2 separate regions of the Mus musculus genome follow, and region 1 is linked to region 2. The links are chromatin contacts, called in public HiCAR-type maps. All regions are on one chromosome and are shown on one strand. Each heading gives the region's core, a stretch centred on a gene start, on an enhancer-like site or on the middle of the called end of the contact. The rest is flanking DNA. Distances are from core to core; before and after follow the strand shown. Region 1 overlaps Ccnjl (cyclin J-like). Region 2 has its middle 97 kb from the start of Ccng1.

What was found. HiCAR-type assays count read pairs that join an accessible place to other places.
Region 1: a contact with region 2 is called in a HiCAR-type map of astrocytes, with 9 times the contacts expected there. The contact joins two enhancer-like sites. A contact is called at or near these places in 1 of 39 promoter capture datasets (the C10 cell line) and 1 of 115 datasets of contacts at active chromatin or transcription factors (astrocytes).

What each region holds. Positions count from the first base shown.
Region 1 is chr11:43,544,864-43,551,091 of GRCm38.p6, forward strand. All of the region lies in intron 2 of Ccnjl (cyclin J-like), which reads left to right. Among named protein-coding and RNA genes, the nearest start is that of Ccnjl, 19 kb to the left of the region's middle. Within about 2 kb of position 3,493, at least 102 of the 459 cell types and tissues checked have an H3K27ac peak or open chromatin away from gene starts, as enhancers often do. A contact at or near this core is called in astrocytes, where this site is marked.
Region 2 is chr11:40,848,751-40,855,019 of GRCm38.p6, forward strand. No RefSeq gene overlaps it. Among named protein-coding and RNA genes, the nearest start is that of Ccng1, 97 kb to the left of the region's middle. Within about 2 kb of position 2,196, at least 32 of the 459 cell types and tissues checked have an H3K27ac peak or open chromatin away from gene starts, as enhancers often do. A contact at or near this core is called in astrocytes, where this site is marked.

The DNA.
Region 1 (6,228 bases), core at 2,243-4,742, 2.7 Mb after region 2:
CACCCAACCCTTGGCTGCCTGGGGCTTCCTCATATCAGCTTCTACAGCTTGTCAAAGATCCTTCTCACACTGCTAATGCCATGGCCACAGGGACATTCTTAGCAAGGCAGTTTGGCAGGTGGAAGCTGCAGTCCTTAATCTCTAAAAGCTTTCCATAAATCTCTGGGTTTAGAGGACTCATCAGATTAGGAAGCCTTGGGACAGGGATTTTCGCCAGAGACCCGCCTTGAGGAATGCTCCGGTCTTTCCTCTTCCCAGCTCCTCAATCAACCCGCTAAAGCACTGTTTCAGTCCGGGCTATCTGGAATGCTGGTCTTCTGTCCCCCACCCCCCAAAGGAGATTGGAACCGTTGGTATTCTGTGGCAAAATAAATTTAATATACAGTTCCCCAGAATTGTATAAATGTTCTTCACTGAACAAATGTTTCGGGAACTGTGTTGGTGTGTGTTTTTGGAGTGTGCAGGGTGATAGGTGTTGTTTCCCAAACTGGCCCATAGAACCCTTTCCTTTTGGAAGCACATCACACGGAATGCACTTAAGGAACCAATGGCCTTGAAGAGTCTGATTGGTAGATAGATACTTTATCTTTTTTTTTATGGTCTTCTTAATATGTCTAGTTACAAACAAAATAATGGGCTTCATTATGACATTTCATGGTACTCTCTGCTCATGTTTACAATCCTTCTTGAGGCTCACCATCTTCCGTGAAAGTACCTGACCTATCTACACCTAGGAAAGGAAAGTGCTTCCTCTTCCTCCTGGACTTCCATTCACTGGGTTTGTCAGACCTCCCCTGTGGTCTTCGAGAGTGTGAAGACCCCACTGTGATGAACATATCACCTGCCGCTCACTGGTATACTTCTAGTGTGTGACGTGCTCAAAGACAGGGGCTCTGGGCAAGTGGTGAGCATCTCTTCTGTATGGGGTATTGGTGAGCATCGCTTCTGTATGGGGTACTGGGCTCACAAGCTGAATGGCGTGAGCCTAATCCCCACCCCCATGCTGGTAAGTCTGTCAGGGAAGGGCAGCGGGAGTGAAGGAGTGAGCCAGTGGCCATGAAGAGATGAAAGCTCAGACGCTTAGACAGTGATTGACAGAGCTGGGCAGGGAAAGGACTTTTAAGCCAATGTCTGAAGAAAGTAATGCAGACCAGGACACTGACGGTGAAAAGTGGGTGTGTCACTTCCGCCCCGATAGAGGAAGCCAACAGAGACTGGATGCACACGTCACAGTGCACTGACCTTCGGATGCCAACGTTTCAAGGCATCTTTGACCTAAGTAACTACGGTGATAGCTGCCTCTGAGCTGCCGTCTTGTGAACCTGCACTTGGGTCTGGCCCTGCACAATGCCGGCACTTCTGAGACCGACACAGACATCAAAGAGTTTGACATTCTACCAAGGGAAGGGTGCCGGAGGGGGTGGGGCAGATATCGGGATCTTTGCAGACCTGGCCAAACATCCCCACTGCCAATAAGTGTGACTCTGTGAGGGCTTCGTGCAGGTTGTGATGCACATGTCCTTACTTGTTCCTTAGTTCTCTCCCTCTGGAGAGCCCCCAGGCAGAGCCGAGGAGCAGCAGAAACAGTGGTTCCTTTTGTATCTATTTTCCCTTGTTTTGTGTGAGCACTTGTGTGCATCTGTGTGTGTGAGTGCAGATGTGTACACTGTGTGTGAAAGTCAGAGAACACCTTTGCAGCGCTTGGTTCTCAAGTTTTTGTAATGTGGGTCACAAGAACCATCAGAAACGGTGGCAAGCATTTCTACCTTCGGACCTAGCTTTCTCACTGGCCCCAGGAGCAGTGGCTCTAAAGCCATCCAGCCTGACTTGACATCACCATCTCCCCTTCCTGTCTCAGAAATGCTGCTCCCACGTCATAGCAGGGAGGTGTCCCTCTTTGGGCAGTAACACCCCTACATTGGCTACCCAGAGAAGGATGCGGGATAGCTAAGGGAGCCTGAGGGGAAAAGGGAACACAAAAGGCCAAAGGCACAGGAAGGATTTCCCCCCAGACATTCCATTCATTTAGCCACACATGCCTTCACCGGTTCAATAGGTGTTCATTAGCCCTTACTGGCTGGACAGTGGATGGCTGCATTTCATGAGATGGAGGGAATTCAATGACTAACACTTTGTTTGAAATACCTGCTGGTTGTGAGAAACTCCTGAGATGCCGTCATATGGGACAGAGGTTGGGGTAGGTCTCTCTAAAGAGCAGTGGCAGAACGGAGAAGGGCTGAAGGAAGAGAAGCAGTCCAGACTTTCTAAAATCAGGGCTTACCACACAACATTGCCACGAAATGCTATGCAGCCATTGCAAATGTTCAAGGAGCCCTCATGAACAGGAAGCTGTTGTGCGATCCTCTGTCCTGAGAGTTGCATGAAGAAAACTTAGGGGATTCACTGTGTTTTGCTGTGAATTTCTCTGAATCAGAAATCAAGCATCATTTGGGTATTCCAGTGAAAAGCTGGAGAGATGACTCAGTGCTTAAGAATACTTGCTGAGCTTGAAGAGGACCCAGGTTCAGTGCCCAGCATTCACATTGGGTGGCCTTCAGCTGCCTTTTACTCCAGTTCCAGGGCATTTTACGCCCTCTCTGGTTTCCAAGGGCACTGCACAGAAATGGTGCACATAAACTCATGGAGGCAAACCCCTGCATACACATAGAACAAATACGACTTAAACTTCATCCTTGAACATAAAACTTAACTAAGACACTGGCTGCTGTGCACACTGTAGAAGGGTGCAATGGGTTGCTCACTGAGCAGGGCAGCTTCACAAATAAAGAACTGATTGAAGGGGCAGGGGAGAGAACCTTTGAGTTTGGCTTCAATAAAGGAGAGACCTGGTTCCCTCCACACCTTTTCTTTTTTTTTTTTTTTTTTGAGCTTGAAATCTGGTAATTGAATTATAAAATTATATTTTGATTTTTTTTTTAATTCAGACAATGTTGAAAAGTTTGAAGGCAAACCCATGCAAAATATTGGCCTACTTCAGCCCCTGCCCAGATAAGCTCTGTGAGCGTTTTGGTGTGTCATAGAAAAAAAAATTTTTTTTAGTCAATGGTAAATATTAAAAAAACAAAACAAACAAACAACAACAACAAATCACAAACAAACAAGGAAAAAACTGCCCTGATAACAAGAGCAGGCTTTTATAAGGTGCATCTCCTTGAATTCTGATGACCATGGCCATCTGTCCCTGGACTCCATCTGCCCATCCCTACATGCACCTGGGACAGAAGGCACTCCTGCCTGGCTCAGGTGATAAGGGGCCAACATCTGGGGAGTTGGGATCCTCAGGAAGCCCCTTCCAATTTGTCCCTGTTGTCTCCTCCCTCCTGCAACCTTGGTGCTGAGAGGAAGGTCACTCTGCCTGGCAGCCTTCCTGCAGCCCACCCTGCCAAGCTGGTGGTTGATGCCTGCCAAGCGCCTGTCTGATCTTGAGAGAGCTTTGCAAGCCGCCCTGGGCAGGCTGCTCCTTTGTCCCTGAAATCCAGGCCACTCGCCAGGGAGGCCTGCTTCCTGTACTCAAGCTGCTGCGGCCCTGGAAGGCTTAGGTCAAGAGTGCTTGGGGAATGAAGAATGTGGACCCTTAGGGCAAAGCCCCGTAATGAGCGCCTCTCCCCCGCTAATTGGGTTAGCCATGTAATCAGCTGGACTTCCAAAGTTAAACAGGGCAAGCAAGCTGCAAGCCCTGAACTGCTGTTCCTATGACAAAGTAGCACCCTTTTCTGGGGTGGGGGCATAGAAAGAAGCCCAGGTTCAACATGACTAATTCTATTTGGTTTGGGGACCCTGCAGAGCAGGCTAATAGGCAGTTGTCCTTTTCACCAGAGGCCTCCTTAGTCCCAGCTGTCCACACACCCCAAGGTAGAAAACTTTGTTCCATGTTACGCAAAGTAAGTTTCCTTTACTTTGAAAGCACTCTAGCCTTCCGCTAAGCTCTGGGCCTCAGATAAACCCCTGCTTATCTGCAGTTTGATTACTCAGTTCCCGGGAAGGACCATTCTCCATTCTCACTTGGATGACTGGTGTGTGCCAAATACGTTACATTTACAGCAACATGACCCGTATTTCTCAGACAAGGTCACTAAACGTCAGAAATTCCTACCCAAAGTGAGTAAATAGTAGAACTGAATTTCCCAGCCAAAGCTGACTTCACAGCTTCGTTGGAGCTGCTACCACACATCAGGGAGTTTTTGAAAACAAAAGAAAGACAGCCGTTCTTTTTTGCTCAACATACATTTTCCAGCACCTGCTTGTGTGTCCGCCATTAAATTGGGTGTGGGGCAAACTGTATATGTAGCATCTGGCCTTGGCTCTCTGGAGTCTGCCTTTCAGTGGGAAGACACATAAGTAAGCAGAATTTCAGCCATGATGAACAAACACCGGGAATGTAGGTCAGTGGGTCATGTGCTTGCCTAGCATACAGGATCCCTAGCGTCACATAAGTGCGTGGTTGCACACACTTGTGATCCCAGCACTTGGAAGGTAGAAGGAGGAGGATCAGGAGTTCAAGGTCACCTCTAACCACATCTTGAGTGGGGGCCCAAGATGAGCTACATAAATACACTTCTCCAAAAGAGGGTGGGGGACAAGGAAAAGGAATAAGCAGAATGGGAGGGTCGAAAGAAATGAGAACCCCACTTGGTACAATAGAAGTCAGGAGAGTCTCCCCAGGAGTCAAGATGAAGCAGGGAAAACGACCCAGGGACAGTTGTGGTTGTCAGGATCTTGTCGGCCTGCACATAGTCTTTGCTAAGAAGCTCTCCCCTCGCCTGCTCCTTGGCATGCTCTGCCACCTGTTACCTTTTCCTGCATCTTTCTCTGTGCTTTCCTATCCAGAAGCTGCCCTGAGTAAAAGAGCCTTCCTGTGAGAGGACACGCAGGGCACTCCCTCGCTCACTCGCTCGCTCACTCCGGGAGTCTTTTTTTCTTACTTGGCAAGAGGGAGGGAACTGGAAGGTGCTGAGCTTGGCTGCTTTGAGTTGTGAGGGAGGGAAGCCAGGGCCTCGCCTATCGAACTTGTGCCTTGTGGCTGCGCTGCCCTGACCAGGGTAGCATGGTCAGGGCAAAGGTCACTTGGCAAAGGCTAATACGGCAGCTGCAGCCTGACCAACTGCGTGGGCTGAATTTAGAACTCCGTCCTTAGAGGAAATACCCAGGCAGATGCTGAAGGCTGGGAGGGATGCTCAGGAGGCTACAAGGCCAGGGCAATCTCTGCTCCTGCCTGTCTGGCTTGAGCCCAGGTCTGGGCTGGTGCAGAGATCTTAGGGAAGGCTTCTCAGGCAGGTAGAAACCCTACTCTAAACCTTTCTATGGCTCCTCATTTTCTCAGGACAAGACAGATTTCTTAGATCCTACAAAGCTGGTACCCTACCCACCTTCTCAGTCCGCTTTACCTAAATGCAGCCTGCCTGGCTCTTTTTCTTCCTAATTTATTTATTTGCTTACTTTACATGCTGACTGCAGTCCCCACTCCCTCCTCTTCTCCCAGTCCCACACTCATACCCCTCCCCATTTCCTTTCCCCTTCTCCTCTGAGAAGGGAAACCCCTTCCTCGGATACCAACCCACCCTGGCACAACAAGTCGCAGGAGGACTAGTTGCATCCTCTCCCACTTAGGCCAGACAAGGCAGGACTTGGGGAAAGGGATCCAAAGGGAGGCAGCAGAGTCAGAGTCAGCCTTGTTAGGATTTCTCTGTGTAGCCCAGGCTGTCCTAGAACTCACACTGTAGACCAGGCTGCCCTCAAACTCACAGAGATCCAACTGCCTCTACCTCTGCTTCTGCCTCTGTCTCTGCCTCTGCCTCCTGAGTGTTTGGATTAATAGACTGCCTGGATCTTTTAACCATATTATGCTACCTATGCTTGGCAGGTACTACTAAGCAACCTTCTATTTCTCCATCTTCACAGGCAAATTCTTACCCTTCATTCAAGGCTTGGCACTGTAGTTGACCAAGGCACACATTAGTGATTCCAGGACTCAGGAAGTGGAGACAGGAGGAGCGAACATTCAAGGCCAGACTAAGCCAAAGAAAAACTTGTCTTTGTTTCCTTTCTGATGTCCCCCGACATCTTCCAGGCCCAGAGCTGTGCCTGGAATACACTTTTCTCCCTCCGCTCTTCAGTCATTAAGCATCCCGCTTTCGTATTCATACTGGGGTGCTGGCGTTCGAAACCCACACTAAAGGAGTTTGGACTCTTGGAGTGACCACACAAATT
Region 2 (6,269 bases), core at 946-3,445:
TAATAGCCAGAAGCTGGAAAGAACCTAGATGCCCCTCAATAGAGGAATGGATACAGAACATGTGGTACATCTACACAATGGAGTACTACTCAGCTATTAAAAAGAATGAATTTATGAAATTCCTAGCCAAATGGATGGACCTGGAGGGCATCATCCTGAGTGAGGTAACACATTCACAAAGAAACTCACACAATATGTACTCACTGATAAGTGGATATTAGCCCCAAACCTAGGATACCCAAGATATAAGATATAATTTGCTAAACACATGAAACTCAAGAAGAATGAAGACTGAAGTGTGGACACTATGCCCCTCCTTAGATTTGGGAACAAAACACCCATGGAAGGAGTTACAGAGACAAAGTTTGGAGCTGAGATGAAAGGATGGACCATGTAGAGACTGCCATATCCAGGGATCCACCCCAAAATCAGCATCCAAACGCTGACACCATTGCATACACTAGCAAGATTTTATTGAAAGGACCCAGATGTAGCTGTCTCTTGTGAGACTATGCCGGGGCCTAGCAGACACAGAAGTGGATGCTCACAGTCAGCTAATGGATGGATCATAGGGCTCCCAATGGAGGAGCTAGAGAAAGTACCCAAGGAGCTAAAGGGATCTGCAACCCTATAGGTGGAACAACATTATGAACTAACCAGTACCCCGGAGCTCTTGACTCTAGCTGCATATATATCAAAAGATGGCCTAGTCGGCCATCACTGGAAAGAGAGGCCCATTGGACTTGCAAACTTTATATGCCCCAGTACAGGGGAACACCAGGGCCAAAAAGGGGGAGTGGGTGGGCAGGGGAGTGGGGGTGGGTGGATATGGGGGACTTTTGGTATAGCATTGGAAATGTAAATGAGCTAAATACCTAATAAAAAATGGAAAAAAAAAGAGCTCCAGGGTACTGGTTAGTTCATAATGTTGCACCTACAGGGTTGCAGATCTCTTTAGCTCCTTGGATACTTTCTCTAGCTCCTCCATTGTGGGCCCTGTCTGTGTATGTTTCTGTGTGTGTCTGTGTGTGTAAATGTAGGTGTCGGAGGAGGTCAGAAGATGCCTATGGTAGAGCTGGGGTTACAAGTGGTTTTGAACCACCTGATGTTGGAGGATGGGAAGCAATGTTGGGTTCTTTGCAAGAGCAGCACCTACCCTTTAGCCCTGGGCCTCCTCTCTAGCCCCTGGTTATATGTGTTATTGATGTGATCTTGAAAATCAGATTGTCTCCAAAAACAATTTGTACTAACCATAGAAAGTTTTTAGGGAAGACAAGTTCCATTTATGTATTTATTTATTTATTTAATTTTTTCATTTCTCATGTGTTTACTCCCAAAGCAAAGGTATGCCCAGGATACAAACACTGATGTTCTATGTGGAACAAAGGCAGTAGCTTTTTGCTTTGCAAAAGCATATGTTTCATTTTACCAATGTCTTTCTACTTCAGAAAACAAGTAAAATTATATCTCCTTCAAATTTGCAAAGATTTAGTCTCCAGTAATTCCCTGGGGTTTAAAAGTCTATAGGATTCCTTATTCCAATTTTCCATCATCATCATCATCTACAATATTAGATACTAGCAAAATATTGGACTAGGCTTGGTGAGAAACCTTGACATTCTTAAGTCATCGTTCCTTGTTAATCTGTCTGAATTGTTGTAACAAAATATCCTAGTCTGGTGGGATATAAACAACAAAAGATATTTTTTTTACATGTTGGGAGGCTAGAAAGTTTAAAATTAAAGAACTAGCAGATTAATTGTCAGATGGGAATCTAATTCCTTACAGACACTTGTTATTTCCATGCTAGCTTCCCATGGTGGAAGATGTGAGGGATTTGTGGGACATCACCAATCCCGTCCTTGAAGACCTAATCACAACCTAAGCATGCTTCCTAACGCTGTCATCTCACAGCTGGGTTTCAACAAATGAATTGGACAGGACATAAACATTGACACCGAGACAGACCAGATGGTCCACTCCTCCCTGGGGCATGAGGTAAGCACTTTCAAGCGTTGCTAAACACGGTTAAGGAGAACCCAATGCTATTAGAATTGTTAGTTCTGTGCTGAGCTTTTGTGATGCTTTTACTCTAAACACTCTCTTAGTGCTTTCTGTGAGTGATTACAACTGTCAGAGTGGAGTCCTTTGCCAGGCTTGTCCTTTATAGCTAGCTGGCAGTCTCAAGTGGAGAACTGTCAGTTAAGTATTCCCTTTCCTGGCAACTGACTGTACTGCCCTTACGACAGTCTGGCTGTTTACTCTGAGAACATTCCAGCAGCTGCAGAGGACTTCTAGCCACAGCCCCCAGCTCTGCCTAATGGGATTCTCCCTTCTTCACCCATACAGATAGCTTGTATCAGCCTTGAAAAATAGAACATGGAGCTATAAAGTCCCACAGCCATCTTCACCCAGGCTAAAGGGGAGGCACTTCTACACTCCCCAGCAGGAGGGGGCTGAAGAACACCACGGAGTGACCGGGTTAGGTATAGCCAGGTATAGAGAAATCAGAAACAAGAGATGGTGGAAAGTGTAGAGAAAGTGAGGAAGACAAGAGAACCAAGGATGAAGAGAGCGCTGTGGAGGGCTAGGTCAAGAAACTGTGGGTCCTGGTTGTTGAAAGAGGTCCAGAGAGCTTCCAAGCATAAAGATAGCTTGCATACTCATACTCTACACTCCAGAGCTTCAATACCGGTCACTGGAGGAGCTGTAGATCTCAATACCTGACCTCTGCACAAGGAGCTGGCACTAGCAAGTGCTGCCTGTTACCAGGAATCAAGGAGAACAGTGGCTGCCAAGGGCTGGGGCTGCTGGTATTTAAGCCTCCAGTGTAAGTACTCAGAGCTCCAGGCCTTTGGTTTCTAAGGCCTGGAGCAACAAGCCTCTGGCTTGCAGGATTTGGAGCTGAAACAGCAGGCTTTGGGCTCAGGGGTCTGAGACAGCCAATGTTAGGAAATTGTCCCAGTTACTCACAATTTCTTCCTTTTTTATGGTGTTTTGACAGTGTTTTTAAGATATATTTTAGCTCAATTTAGATCATTATACAGATAGCTTGACTGACAATTGTTTCTTGACTATACAGTACTCCAAATCAAGTCATATTAAAATTTTTTGCACTCTAACTCAGTAATGTTTAAGTAGCTTCCAGGCTTATCACCCTATGATGTTATCAATGACTTTTCCTCTTGATGTGATGAAATAACCTCAGAAAACCAACTTCATAAAGGGTTGGTTGTGGGCCATGTATGATGGTAACATTTTGTCAAGGGTGGAGAATGCATTCTGAGAGAAGTCGAGGCTAGCTGGTTGCATGGCATCCACAGTCAGGAAACCATAAGTGGTAGGGCCAGTTTGTTTTCATCTTTCTACTGTGTCTTCAGTCCACAGGAATGGTGCTGTCCACACGTAGCACTGTGTTCCCTGAGATGATCCTATCTGGGTAGACGAAAAAAAGCCCAGGCAGCTGACTGGTAACAATAACATTATTCTCTGTTAGTATTCAGTGTTTTAAGATTGCAGGGTATAGACTATATAAGGGGTTGGCAAACTATGTAAAAACATTTGTTGTTGTTGAGGCAAGGACTCATTATGTAGCCTTAGGTGGCCTGAAATTCAGAGGGATCTGCCTGGTTTTGCCTCCCTAGTGCTTGGGTTTAAGGGATATGTAGCAACACCTGGCTCAGTAAACTATTTTTTATGGACCAAATTTTAGTAAGTTCACTGGTATGAATGAAATATTGGAATGCTCATTCATACACTTAGTCTGTGCCAGCTTCTAAATTGATGACCAAATCGACTGGACAGTGAGGAGATGCGGTCTGATAAGCTTTCTATTATTATTACTGTCTTATTTTTTTTACTTGACGTACTATTTACTTACTATTTGATCCTCAGATACAAAGCTTGGTGGCTTTTGAGTTGTATCATTATCGATGCTTTGCTTGGTTCACAGCACTCCATCTTTGAGTGCTGTAAAGGTACAGTGCAGGCTCACGATGGAGGGCACAGAAATAGAACCTAATTTAGATGGATGCGAAGAGATATTCAAAAGTGGCATCAAATGCAAAATCTGGAATGTTTACAAGTTAAGATAGGCCAGAAAAGGGAAGGACACTCGGAGCAAGAGGGGGAGTTTTGAGAAATTTTACATCTAAAAGAAAACTTGATAGCTCCATTGGAAGAAGAGCCAAACGTATGGGTATTACCAATATCACTGTTATATGTTAAATAAGGTTAAGCTAATTAGCATGAACCAGTGACCTTACAACTTTTCTATAGTTAACTGAGCATATAAAATTAGATGTTATCTACTCTTTTAGGGCAGAAGTCACAGGATTTCTATTTTCGTTTGTTGTTTGTTTGTTTTGAGACAGTTTCATGTTGCTTAGGCCAGTCCTGAACTTGCTTTGTTGAGATGACCTTGAACCTCTGATTCTCCTGCCTCTATGGTCTGAGGTTACAGGTATGTACCATTATTGTGTATGGTTTTGTGTGGTTCTGGGAATTGAACCAAGACTTCCTGTGTATTAGACAAGCATGGCACTAACTGAACCACATGTCCATACCAGCACACTTTTTCTTAGAAGGAAATTAACAAATAATTTGGTTTTGTTAATTCTGTCATAGGCTTTTATATCTATCCTTGTAGTGTGAAGGCAGCTATAGCCAATGTATATCAATGATCACTGGTTATGTTTTAACAAAACATTATTTATAAATACTAGAATTTGTACTTTATATTATTTTATAAGATATTGGTACTTTAGATCTTTTTAAATGATTTTTTTATTAACAGATAAATGTATCAGATTTGCTATGTAGCTGAGGCTAGCCTTGAACTCATGATCCTCTACCTTCCAAGTGCCATGACTGTAGGCATGCAGCAGTAGACCTTGCTTTTTTCAGCAAATTAAACATGTTCAAATGATTATCTGGGGTGTGACAAAACAGGATCAAGGGTGAATTTGACTTATGTGCCACAATTTGTAGAGTACTATGTTAGTCTTCCGTTTCTGGTGTGCAAAATGGCCATTTATTTTCCCTATCAACCACCCAAGGTGTTTATAGTGGAGGGAAACACTTTTGTCCTTGAGAGTTCTTGGCATAGAACCGCACACCCAGATGAAAGCTATCACCCCTCTAGAGTCATGAGAATTAATTATCTGCAGTTGCAAGATGTACAGATTTTTTTGGAGGTTGATGAGAAATTTATCTTTTCCATGAATAATTTTTGCTAAAAGAAGGAATGCATTTTGCATATGTAATAGATTCAAGGATGACTGTATTATTCTAATATTTCTAGACCATAGGTTGATAAGTAGTTTCTTGAGTAGACAACATTATATGTTGGTTGTATCAAGTTGGAAACCCTGTGGTGGGCTTTACCTTACTCTTCTCAGTGAGCTTATTCCTACTTTATGTGGTTTGTAGGATAGATTGGACTTGAGGAGATATAATCAGAGGTCACCTTCATGAGTTCATTTTGGTTCTTGCAGTGGTGGAACTCTCTTGCTTGTCAATCACTCCATCACCGAGCCCTATCCTCACCCCAAGCGTCCCTCTTTTCTGATCATCACTTTTGAATTATGCTCCCCCAGCCCAGAAGATTTCTTAGGCAAATCTCATATACTTTAAGGTAACAGAACAGTTTCACTATCAGATGTTATAAAATTTAGTAAGTCTTGCCATGGTGTGAATGAAATGCTTTCCCCTGTCCCCTGTAGGCTCATGTGCTAGAACATCTGGGACCCAGCTTGGTGGCACTATTTTGGAAGGTTGTGGGTCCTGAGTGACAGTGGTGGGTCATTGGGATCTGGTCTTTGAAGGTTATAGCATGGTCCTGCTTCCAGTTTTGTTTTATGCTCCCCATATGTCACCATGTTTAGAAGCTAAAGCCTTAAGCTCCCACTGCCATGGATAAGAGTTGCTCGTCTGTGCCTTCTCCACGGTGATAGACTTAGCTTACCTACAGCAGTGAGCCAGAAGAAACATTCTGTTCTTTAAGTTCTCTCTACCAAGCATTCTTTAAGAGTGGAGAGGTAAATAGTTGACTTGAAACTTAATCAAAACGTTAATATCTTTTGGGAGAGTGGAGTCAGTTTTCATTAAGAAGGCTGAGAATACCCATACTACAGTAGATGGACCAATACAATGGACAAATACATATTGGCAGCCCTTAGTCCACTGCAAGGGTTGAAAACAAACACTCCACTTCTGCTCACAGTCAGCTATTGGATGGATCACAGGGCTCCCAATGGAGGAGCTAGAGA